Linked DNA regions of Mustela erminea: region 2 is linked to region 1. Evidence: chromatin contacts called from public Hi-C data. All regions are on one chromosome and are shown on one strand. Each heading gives the region's core, a stretch centred on a gene start, on an enhancer-like site or on the middle of the called end of the contact. The rest is flanking DNA. Distances are from core to core; before and after follow the strand shown.

Region 1 (5,311 bases), core at 122-2,621:
CTGGCCCCGTAAATATTCAGACCATCATTAGATCAGAGTCCTAAATTCTAAGACTTACTTTAATGGAGGCCTCCCTCAACCTTCTCCGAGTCCCTGTTTTGCAACAGTGAAGGAACTTTTCCTGCTTTATCTTAGTTCCCTGAGAGCATGCGGCCCTGCAATTCAATACCCTAAACTGGCAGGGAACGGTGGAGGCAAAGGGAGGAATCCACAGCTAAAATAGCCTTCTTATTAAAGACGACAAAAACAAAAACAAAAAACACAACACCATAATTCCTCCTCCGCCCACTGCAAACCCATCCCAGAAATTTACAGCTTGTTAAGAAAGCAGCATTGCGAACTGCAAACCTAAGAGTTTTCCTTTGACTCTACGCACGGTTTTCAGCTGTCAAATTACAACTCAGGAAAACACTATCATTAGAATAAAAAAGGAAACAAAAAAAGCTCGCACCATAGGGGCTGGGAGAGGGAGCACACTAGCCCCGTTTCGGAAGAAGGAGAGCAAAGGGAATCCAATCCACTTCCCCACCCCCGCCTGAATTCATCCACTCCCCGGGCAGACAAACCTCACTGCAGGAGCTCAAATTTAATAATAATAACAATAATCATGGCGCTTCCTCCCCCCACCCCACGCGATCTGCCGGGAATCAGCCTCCCCATCCCCCGGGATCTCCAGGCTTGGCAGGTCCAGACCACCCCACCGGACACAGCTCCCGGGGGCCCGGGCGAGCCCGGTCTACCCCGGGGCCTCTCGCCCCGCTTCTCCTCTTCCCTCTCTTTTTACCTCCACCATCCCCCATCCGCATTGTCTGTCTCAATTCAACTTTGACTAATATGGATTCCTCGGGCCTGGGCCGGGCGGTAATTACAGCCCGCCCCCCCTCCGGAGCCGAATCTCCCCCCCATCTCCACCGAGTTCAGCGCGGCTCCTCGGAGGGAGACTGGAGTGGGGGGTGCAGGGGGAAGGAGGAGGTTGCAGCGCGCTTCCCCGTCTACATCGCGGGCACCGTCTACAACGCGCTCCCCCCGCGGCCCCGGACCCCCGGGACCAGAAGTTTGCCCCGGAAGGGGCCTAGCCGGGGGCAGTGAGGACCCCCCCCACCCGGCCGGCCGGCGCGTAAACACGGGCGCCCGCCCCGGCGCGGCCCCGTGGGGGAGGGGAGGGCGGGGAGGCGCCCTTCCCCCCGCCCGCCCGCCCGCCGGCCCTATTACCTGTCATTGAGCTGGTCCTCGGTGCCCGGCAGCGGGTGAACCACGAAATGGATGGACGTCATGGTGCTTCCTTCTCGTCCTCCTCCCGAGGACTGCCCCCTCCCGCTCTCGCCCACCCCCCCCCGAACACCCTTCCCCTCCCCAAAACCCACTGCCGCCGCCGCCGCCTCCCAGTCCCCAAATGGAGGGAAGCAAATGCGCAGGGGCCGCCGCCGCCTCCCTGCCGGGCGTGTGTCCGCGGCCCGGCGGTCCGGCGGGGCCGGCAGGGGCGGATCAACACGCCACCCGCTCCCCCCGCGACAGCGCGCAGGAGTGCGAGGCCGGCGGCCGGGACCCGGGGCGCGCCGCCGCCAGCGGCGGCCAGGCGTCGGGAGAGGGGGCGACTGGGGAGGGAGGAGAGGGGCGGGCTGCGGGGACGGTGTGGTCCCGGCGGCGGACGGGGTCCGGACTAGGGAGGTGGGGAGGGAGATTAGCCCGCACCGCGCGTCACTGGCGAGAAGCCGCCGCCGCCGCCAGCACCGCCGCCGCCATCTTCACTTCTGCCCCAGTTTCTCCGTCTCGCAGGCTCCGCTCCCGAGCGGCGGGGGAGGGGCGAACGGGAGGAGGAGAAGGAGGGAGGAGACCGGCGGGCGGGGGCACGGCTGCGAAGGGGGCGGGGCTCCGGGAAACGGGCGGTAAGGCCCTTTCGATTGGGCGGCTCAACGTTGTCGGGCCACGGCGCTGTAAGGCGCGTGCGGATTGGTCCGTTCGGCCCCGAGCCCAGCCCCCCGGGAGGTGGGATAGCTCCCGAGTGAGTGTTCCGGAGAGCACGTGTTAGGGAAGGAGGAGGCGGAGGGGAGCTCACTGGGGCGGGGAAGAAGTCTGGGAGGGAGGCTAAGTGTGTGTCCCCGGAGAGGTGGAAGGAAGAGGGGCTCCTGCGCTTCTCGCTCTGATTTCCCTGGGGCAGCCCTAATTATTCTGCGGATCTTTAGGGGGTTTTTGTTGTTGTTTCTCGCCCTTCACCCGCAGTTAGATTTAAAGTAGAAGTGCAAAATCACTGAAGGGGCAAGAAAACACAGCCTTTTATTGGAGAAGTAAGGTAGTTATGTAAGGACCTTTCCAGAAGGTCCTATCGTAGGATCAGAGAGAGCTGACTTTGCAGCAACTTCTTTAATCACCCTACTCTCCCCAGAGTCCCCAGCAACACCATCACATACCCGTACAAAGACAAAATGTGGAAATTTCCACTAATTTCCTGATTTAAATGATTCATGGGGGTTTTAAACTACTTCTAAATGAAAGATGATAATATCTCTCCTACAAAGACGTTCTTCAACTCATCATCAGTTGGATCAAAACGGCAAATTCTTGAATGGATCCTTTTTCTAAGAACTCCTTTTTTCTAGGGAACCAGTTCCCAGCTTTCTTCTCAAGGCTTCCATGGCTCCTTCAAAAAATCAAGTACCCCTTTCAAGGCAAAGGGTGAAAACTAAGCTGCTTCTCCAGTTTGTGTGGATATTCGTTAAATCAGGGGTCCTGGGAAACATTCTTAATGTTAAATATCGCTTTTCTCCTGTTACTGCATCACATACGCGCACACACACTTTTGCTTAGGAAGTTCTTTTGAGCGAAATATATGAACATTTATTTATAAATGAGGATAGAGTAGTTACCCCCTTGAGACAGATAATGGAACAGTTTTGTAGGTCACCAGCTCCAAAATTGGCCCAGATTAGTTTAGACTAAAAAGTGATTTCAAGGCTGGTTTTTAGTCCTCCAAAGCCACAGGGAAGCAGGGTAGACCAATGGACACTGCTAGTTTTAGAGCCAGACAGAACTGGATTTCTGTCCTGCTTCTGCTACTTAACTACGTGACCTTGATTAAATTTTTTGGCCTATCATAATGTCTTTTTTCTCCTTTGTAAAATATGCCATAGTTACAGATCTACAGAGGGTTATGGTGAGGTCTAAATAAGATAAATTTATCAAGCACCTGGAGCAGTTCATAACACTAGGTAGACTCAGCAAATGCACGCTTTCATGTGTCAACGGTGCTCAGTATGTGCCACTTGATACACTTACGTGTTCTGATACTCAAATCATGCTATGGGTAATTAATATTATCCCCATTATATAGATGACAACACTGAGGCTCAAGCACTTTAGGTAAGTGTTGAAGATGAGACTGAAACCCAGGTCATCTAACTCTGATTACGTTGCTCTTTCCACTTCACCACAGCTGCCATCTAGTTAATAATTAAAAGGGGCAGATTATTCAAAGCCATAGGAAAAATGTGATATGACAAATGCAATAAGAGTGCTATAGAAGTTAACAAAGGAAGTGATTCAAGCCAAGACAGTTAAGAAAAGTCATTTAAGCTGAACTTTAAAGAATGTTCATGGAAAACAGAATATCTAGCTTAAACTTATTTATATCTGTCTCTGAACAAACTCCATACCATACCCATCTATTACTTCTTTCTTCCAAATTTGTTTTTCTTCCTTTTCATTGTGATTGCACCCTGTTTGCTTGATTTATCCACTCCTACTTTCCAAGTTCTGAGACTTTCTGTCCTGGTTGAAGGCCAGTCTTCTCACTCTAGGCAGCCCATTCAAACTGCACATTTGATCTTTGATGACCATTTTGGAATTGCAATGTTTTCTTCTTGTCCTAGGCTGGCTTGTTAGGGAGAATTTTCCTCTTCTAGATCCCCAACACTGTGGTGGGTCACACTTTGCGCAGAGAAAAATAAGAAATAAAGGCATGGAGATTTGCAAGCCCATCACATAGACAGGGGAGGAAGGAATACAGATAGAGAATGGAGATCAGCAGGGTTTAAGGAGAACCTTTCTGAAGTATCAAAAGTATATTACAAGCCTAGAAAACAACACTGGGGGAGAGGGTTCTTTTCTAAAAATTTGGACTAATTCTCCCTTTGAAAACAAATGAATGGAGAAATGAGACAGGAATGGGAAAAAGCTTGATGAAATATGGGCTGATGGATGTTTTAACACTATGGATAACTGGAATGCAATCCAATGGGGACCATCTGAGAGACTGTGGGGGGACATACCTCAGAGTTATCTCAGTGAGAGGGGAGGGAGCTAGAAGTATTTATCCATCAACTCCATCCCTCAGTGGTTGAGGACTGTTCTTGGGTTAGTTCCCTGACACTTTACACACTCCCCACTTGTGGGTAATGCATACTCTTAAGGCGAAAGAATGAAAGAAAAGACATTACCAAAAAAAGGAAAGAGAAAGAAAGAAAAAGAAATGTGAGAGATTTTTGACAGTCAACCCATCTTAAAGGGTACTTTTTTTTTTAAGATTTTATTTATTTATTTGACAGAGAGATCACAAGTAGGCAGAGAGTCAGGCAGAGAGAGAGAGAAGGGGAAGCAGGCTCCCCGCTGAGCAGAGAGCCCGATGTGGGGCTCGATCCCAGGACCCTGAGGTCATGACCTGAGCTGAAGGCAGAGGCTTAACCCACCGAGCCACCCAGGTGCCCCTAAAGGGTACTCTTTAAGCAAAAGAAAAATGATCCCCCAGTGTAAGCTCAAAGAGGCATAAAGGTATGAAGAAGAATGAAAACAGAAGAAAATATGTAGGTATGTAAAAGTTGACTGAGTAAAACAACAGGGCTTAAAAATCCAAAACACTGACACCAAATGCTGGCAAAATGTAGAACAACAAGAATGGGAATGCGAAATGGGATGGCCACTCTAGAAGACAGTTAGGTGGTTTCTTACAAAACTAACATACTCTTAACATATGATCCAGTAATCACACTTCCTGATATTTACCCAAAGGACTTGAAAATTTATGTCCACATAAAAATCTGCACACAGGTGTTTGTAGAAGCTTATTCATAGTTGCCAAAACTTGTAAGCAACCAAGATGTCCTTTAGTAGGTGAATGCCTATATCTGCAGAGTGCATTACTGTTCAACACTAAAAAGAAATGAGCTGTCAAGTATGAAAAGATATGGAGAAATATTAAATGCATATTACTAAATGAAAGAAGCCACTCTGAAAGACTGCATACTCTATGATTCCAACTATATGACATTCTGGAAAAGGCAAAACTGTGGAGAGAGTGAAAAGATCAGTAGTGGCCAGA
Region 2 (5,368 bases), core at 1,081-3,580, 320 kb after region 1:
CAGAAGTCTGGTTCAGTGCTATTTTGAGTTGGACTGGATTGGCAGAGATGAGCCGCCCACCCGCACACTCGGGAAAAGGCTGCCCAAGGAGAAGGGGGCCAGGAGCTCCCGCTCTACGTGAGCTGGAATGAGGGTCATATGGGGCGAGAAGCAGCTCACATGGTCCCTGTCGAGGCTGTACTGACAAATAGCTCTGGACAGATCCGGGTGGGTTTTGTTCACCCAGCTGTTGTGCTACTTCTGCCTGCAAGATGAGACACGGACACCCCCCTCCCCCGGCTGGCATCACTTGTTGAGCGGTGGCTTTGGAAAGAACAGCGAGTTAAATCCCGGAAAGAGCCCTAGAATGAAATCCAGCTGGAGGCCCACCAAGGACAGTTGTGTCTTGCTCATCCTGGCGGGCCGCAGCCCCCCTCCGGCACCTGGCCTTAGCTCCCAGAATAACTGCCACTGATGCCGCCCACCAGCTTCTGGGAACGACCACCACACAAGGCCCAGGATGGCGGGGTGAGGTGGGATGGGGTAGGAGTGGAAGAAACTGTCTGCTGCCCTGCTGTCCTGGCTCCTCTGCCTTCCCTCCTGTCAGCCACAGGGCGGGGAAGCCTATCAGGGCCAAAGCAACTTCCGGGTGCCTCTTAGGCCACGGCAGGTGGGTGCTTTTTAAAGGCTGCTTTTGCCCTCCTTGAGCTTCCTAGAACCACAGGATGCAGCTTCTCCAAGTGGTTACTGAACAGGGCCCAGACTCCTTCACGTGTCTCATTACTGCCTGCAAAAAGCCCACCTTCTGCCTTCAGGAGGCTTCGGCCTAAATTCTCAGGTCGTAAGAAATCACCTGCTCTTAAACTACTTCTTTCCTCTTTTTATGCAGCGTCCTTCCATCTTCCTACCACCATGGGCTTCACTCAGCCGCCACCCACCCTCTACTTACTGAGGTTCTGGAAACTCTAGGACCTACATCCCCTTGGAAGGGTGCGGGGTGGGGGAGGGGCGGTGGTCTGCAGCCTCCACTCCATCCCACCGCGGTCAGGGAAGGAAATTAGGTTAAGGCAGTGCATTTCTTCGCTGGGCCAGAGCTGCCCCCATCGAAGGGAACTGGCCCTTCTACTTAAGATACACCGTGCCCCGGGGCCGAGGATGTCCACCCGGGGGTCCCCCCCACCCCCGCAAGTTGCCCGGCGGCCTTTCTCAGCAAGCCCCTCTTCCGGGAGCGGCTCGGGGCCGGCCGCCACCCACCCCGCGCCGGCTTCAGCACGTGGCTCTGGGGCGGCAGGCTTCCTCCCCGCCCCCGCAGCACCGCAGGGTGGTTTTCACCCTCTTTCGCCCCTACCCCCCACCCCACCGTGACTTCTTGTAAAGAGCTGCGCCCGTCCCCACCCACCTCCGCCCTCCCGCGGCTGCCAGACCGGGGCCGCTCCCCCCCACCCCCCCGCCACCGCCTCCCCCGGAGGCAGCGCTTTCTCCGCCCCTGGCAGCGGGCTCCGCTTCGGAAACTGTTGACTCAGAGGGTGGCCGGGCGGCCAGCGTCTGATGTCAGCTTGGAGCCGGGCCAGGGGAGAGCGGGCGGGAGCGCGGGGCGGGGAGGGGAGGGGAGGCGCGGGGCAGCCGGCCCGGGGGCGCCCGGCCGCGGCGGGGGGCTGTGCGGCGCGCTCGGCGGCGGCGGCTGCGGCGGCCCGGGCGCCCGTGAGTCACGGTGCGTCACCGGAGCAGATGCCCGGGGCGGCCAGAGGCTCCCGGGCTCCCGCTGACTCATCACAAAGTCCTGCCGCTCCGCCCGGGAGGCTGGGGGGTGGGGGAGGGGAGAGGCCCTTGGCGGGCGGCGGCCGAGGTCGTCTGAGGCGCGCGCAGCCGGAAAACCCCAAGAAGGCGGCCGCGGAGGGGGCGCTGGGGCCGGCTGGCAGCTGCCGGGGTCGCCTGAAGCGCGGGGCCGACGACAGGCGACGGGGGAGGGAACCAGTCCCCGCCCCCCAGCAGCCGGCGCGCCGCGTCAGGGCCCTACCCGCCCCCCTTTCACAGTCGTGCTGTGCCTCGCGGGCCGCCGCCGGGGTGAGGTGGGGGTGAGGGCCGCGGGAGGCTCCCCCAACCCCGGCCGTGTCGCACACGCCCCCGCGCCCAGCTATCGGGAGAGCACGGGTCCCAGACGCCAGCGCTGGCCTCGGGGGCGCCCGAGGTCGTGGGGCTCTTCCCCCTCCCTTTAAGACTTGCGGTGTGTCTGGGAAGAGACCGTACCAGCTTCCAGGGCCAGGACGCCCGCAGTCCCGGTTTCACTCTTGGTACCCGCCCCGCCCCCGCCCCCAGCGGCCTCTGCCCTGGTGCTGTAGCTCCCACGTGCTGGGTCAAGGCCTGGCCCCGGCGCTTTCCTGTCACTGCTGGCTAACCACAAGGCCCTGTGCTCTCAGAGATGCAACAGAGGGACCAGAGAGCTTCAGGAAGGCGCATGAGCAGAGAGAATTTCTCTGCGTGACTGTCCACCCTGTCCTGGAACAGGGACGAATTCTTTAGCATTCAAGAAATATGTGAGACTCTTCTACCCCAGGTGCTTCCCATCCCCAGTGACAGGTGGGGGAAGAGGAGGCCCAGAAGAGTCTGTTGGTCCTCACGCTGCAGATACAAGCCGGCCAGGGAAGCAAACACGGGGCACACCTTGTGCAGAAGGAGGACAAGGGTAACAAGCACATACAGAGGTCCTGGGGGAGCTGGCATTAGGCATCTTTAAGGTAGGGACCTTTAAGAGGAATGATTTGAACAGATGCAGAAAGGACATTCCAGACAGAAACAAATGCCTGGAACCAAAACCTAGAGGCGGGAAGAGCGAGGTGAGTTCTGGGAATGGCAAGCAATCTAGTTGGACGGGAAAAGCTGAGGCTCCCAAGAGCAGCAGCAGCTTGGCCTAGCAGACAGATGTGGATCTCAGAAACAGGCACAGTGGCCCAGAGGGACCTGGAGCCACAGGGTTCCGCCCTCTGCCCCAGGGCACTGCGTCAAGCCAGTTCCCAGACAGATGGATTCCTTCCAAGAATTCCGCAGTCCTGCTGTCACAGCTGCTGGAGCCTCCCTGCCTTGGATGGCTTTTATTAGTCGGTGTCTAATGCAAATCCTCTTTTGTTCAGATTTCAAGTACTTTCCTCCTCTGTCCTTTGTTCATTATCTATTTAGGTCTCCCTCAGGGTTTCTCAACCCCAGCAGCAGGGCAGAATTACCTGGGGGTGCTTTACAAAACACAAATTTTGGTGCGTGGGCCCCCTCCCTTAAATCTGACTTCTTCGGCCTGGGGTGGAGCCCAGGCATCAGCATTCTTTCACTGGGCTGCCAGGCATGAGAAGCCCTGATGCAGATGTCACCGCTGAGTGCATCCAGGTCAGGCCCACACTCATAGTGGGGCCTCCTGGCCTTCAGACTCTCTAACTCCAGCAAACCCTGAGCACGGCCTTGGCAGATCTCCAGGAGCAGTTGGACTCCCTGAGGCTGGAGCTGAAATGTGTTTCCCAGGCATCCACTCTGTAGCAGAGGCCAAAGTTTCCAACAGGAAGGGAGGGTGAGGCTTCTGTTTGCTTCCCAAGAGCCAACTGGCCTTTCAAGCCAGTGATAGACACCATAAGCCCCACCGGCAGGAGAACAGGAGTCGGTGGGAATTATAGGCATTTTCCACGGACTGCACGTGCCTGGCAGGGGGCTTCGGTAGAGACGGCACCAGCTCCTGCATCCCTGGCCCTCAGAAGTGGAGAAGGGCTGTGCTAGGACAGATTGGGGACCTGGCCTCCAGGTCCTCTTTTACCTGCAAAATGGAGGTGTTTTGCTAGTGACTTTCACAAATTTAGGAGAAATCTCCAAATCTTTGCCTTACAACTCCTTCCCTGTCTGTCCACCACCACCTAATCCAGGGCTTTGGGGGAGGACCTTGAAGCCATATCTGAGGCCCTGCCTTAGGAAGGTCAGGCTGAAGAACTTGGCAGTGGCTTCCCTGCTGCAAGGGAAATGACGTGGATTAACAAGCCAACCTTCCTGGACTGACTAGGAAGAAGAAATATGGCCTTGAGCCCAGGGAGGATTCAGAACTATAGGAAGAATTTCCTGACAAATAACAGTGTTGCCTATAGGACTCATGAGAGTCTGTGAAAGGTGGAGATGCGTCCTGGGCACCTGACCCTGTCACCACCAGCAGCGTTGTTCCCATTTGACAGATGAGAAAACTGAGGCTTAGAGACATTCAGTAACTTGGTGAAGCGGTCACATCGAGGCAGGGCGGGGGTTGGAATTGGAAAGACCAACAGTTAAAAGCAGTGAGCAATGCCTCCCTGCCTTTTGACTCTAATATCCTAGGATTTTGTTTTTTATCTTAAGCCTTGCAACCTTAGAGAAGCCATACTTAATCCTGGAGTTTGGACATTAAACCCAAGGGGAAAGTGTCCTTGAAATGCTGTGCATTCTTCTTTCATTGAATCCCCATCATGTTAGAGGAAACTCTACAAAGGTAACCAGTGTTTATTGCAAGGGCTTTCCTGGACAAAATCAGGGCAAGCTAGAGACTGCCCAAGGTCTCGAGAAATACAGCAGAGGGAGAGGCGCCCCGAGATGGCCCTTTCTTGGCTTTAGGCATGGACAATTCTCCCTTGGGATTCTCCCAGCACCTCTCCTTGGAGTGTCACCAAATGCCCGGTGTGAAAGCTACGTTTTACAGATTAGGAACTTGAGGCTGGACAGAAGTCTCACTCACTGGGAAACTACTGTGTCCGGATCGGACTCCCTAAGTTTTCTCCCCCGCCGCGTCGCAGAGGCAGGCCTGACCACCCAGTGCGGATGGGAGCGGTAACCCGGCCGCACTCCCAGGCCACCCCTCCCCCGGCTGCAGGGCGGCCCGCGCCGCGGCGGGGCACACAGGAGGCACCGTCTCGGTGCGCGCGCACACACGCCCGAGCCCAGCGCCGGGCCCCCGAGCGCCTGGGAGGAGCCCACTTCCCTTCCCCCTCCTCTGGGAAGCCGCCGCCGGGGAAGGGGGCGGCCGCTGCCCTCCCCACCCGGAGCGGCCGCCAGGTGCGCAGAAACCCGGCCTCCCCCTCCCGCCCCCACGCCTGTTCCCGGCGCGGCCCGCGTCTCGCCGGTCACGTCTCCCCAGTCGGATCCAAAGTGCGAGTCAGTCGCTGCCCGCTCGACCCCGCCGAGGCGGGGGCGGGAGCGACCAGGGGAGGGGAGAGACCGGAGCGGGCGGGGCCCTGCGCGTCCCCCCTCCCCCCGCTCTCCCTCCCGCCCGGCGCGGGGCGCGTCTGCAGGGGCCGGACCCCGCCCGCCGCGCCCCAGTCGGCCCCGGCCCACAGGGCGAGGCGCGGGCGAGGCCGCAGCAGCGCGGCCGCCGCCCCAGCGGGCCGCTCAGCGG

Evidence for each region. Hi-C and Micro-C count contacts between places; a contact is called where the count stands out from the background.
Region 2: a contact with region 1 is called in a Hi-C map of fibroblasts, with 5 times the contacts expected there. The contact joins the enhancer-like site here to the promoter of UBR5 in region 1. A contact is called at or near these places in 2 of 3 Hi-C or Micro-C datasets (fibroblasts and spleen).

Annotation. Positions count from the first base shown.
Region 1 is chr16:50,478,734-50,484,044 of mMusErm1.Pri, forward strand. It overlaps UBR5 (E3 ubiquitin-protein ligase UBR5), which reads right to left and starts at 1,372. Exons shown (of 60, transcript XM_032316474.1): 1 at 1,213-1,372. The coding sequence starts at 1,274.
Region 2 is chr16:50,794,416-50,799,783 of mMusErm1.Pri, forward strand. No RefSeq gene overlaps it. Among named protein-coding and RNA genes, the nearest start is that of AZIN1, 44 kb to the right of the region's middle. Within about 2 kb of position 2,331, the one cell type or tissue checked has open chromatin away from gene starts, as enhancers often do. A contact at or near this core is called in fibroblasts, where this site is marked.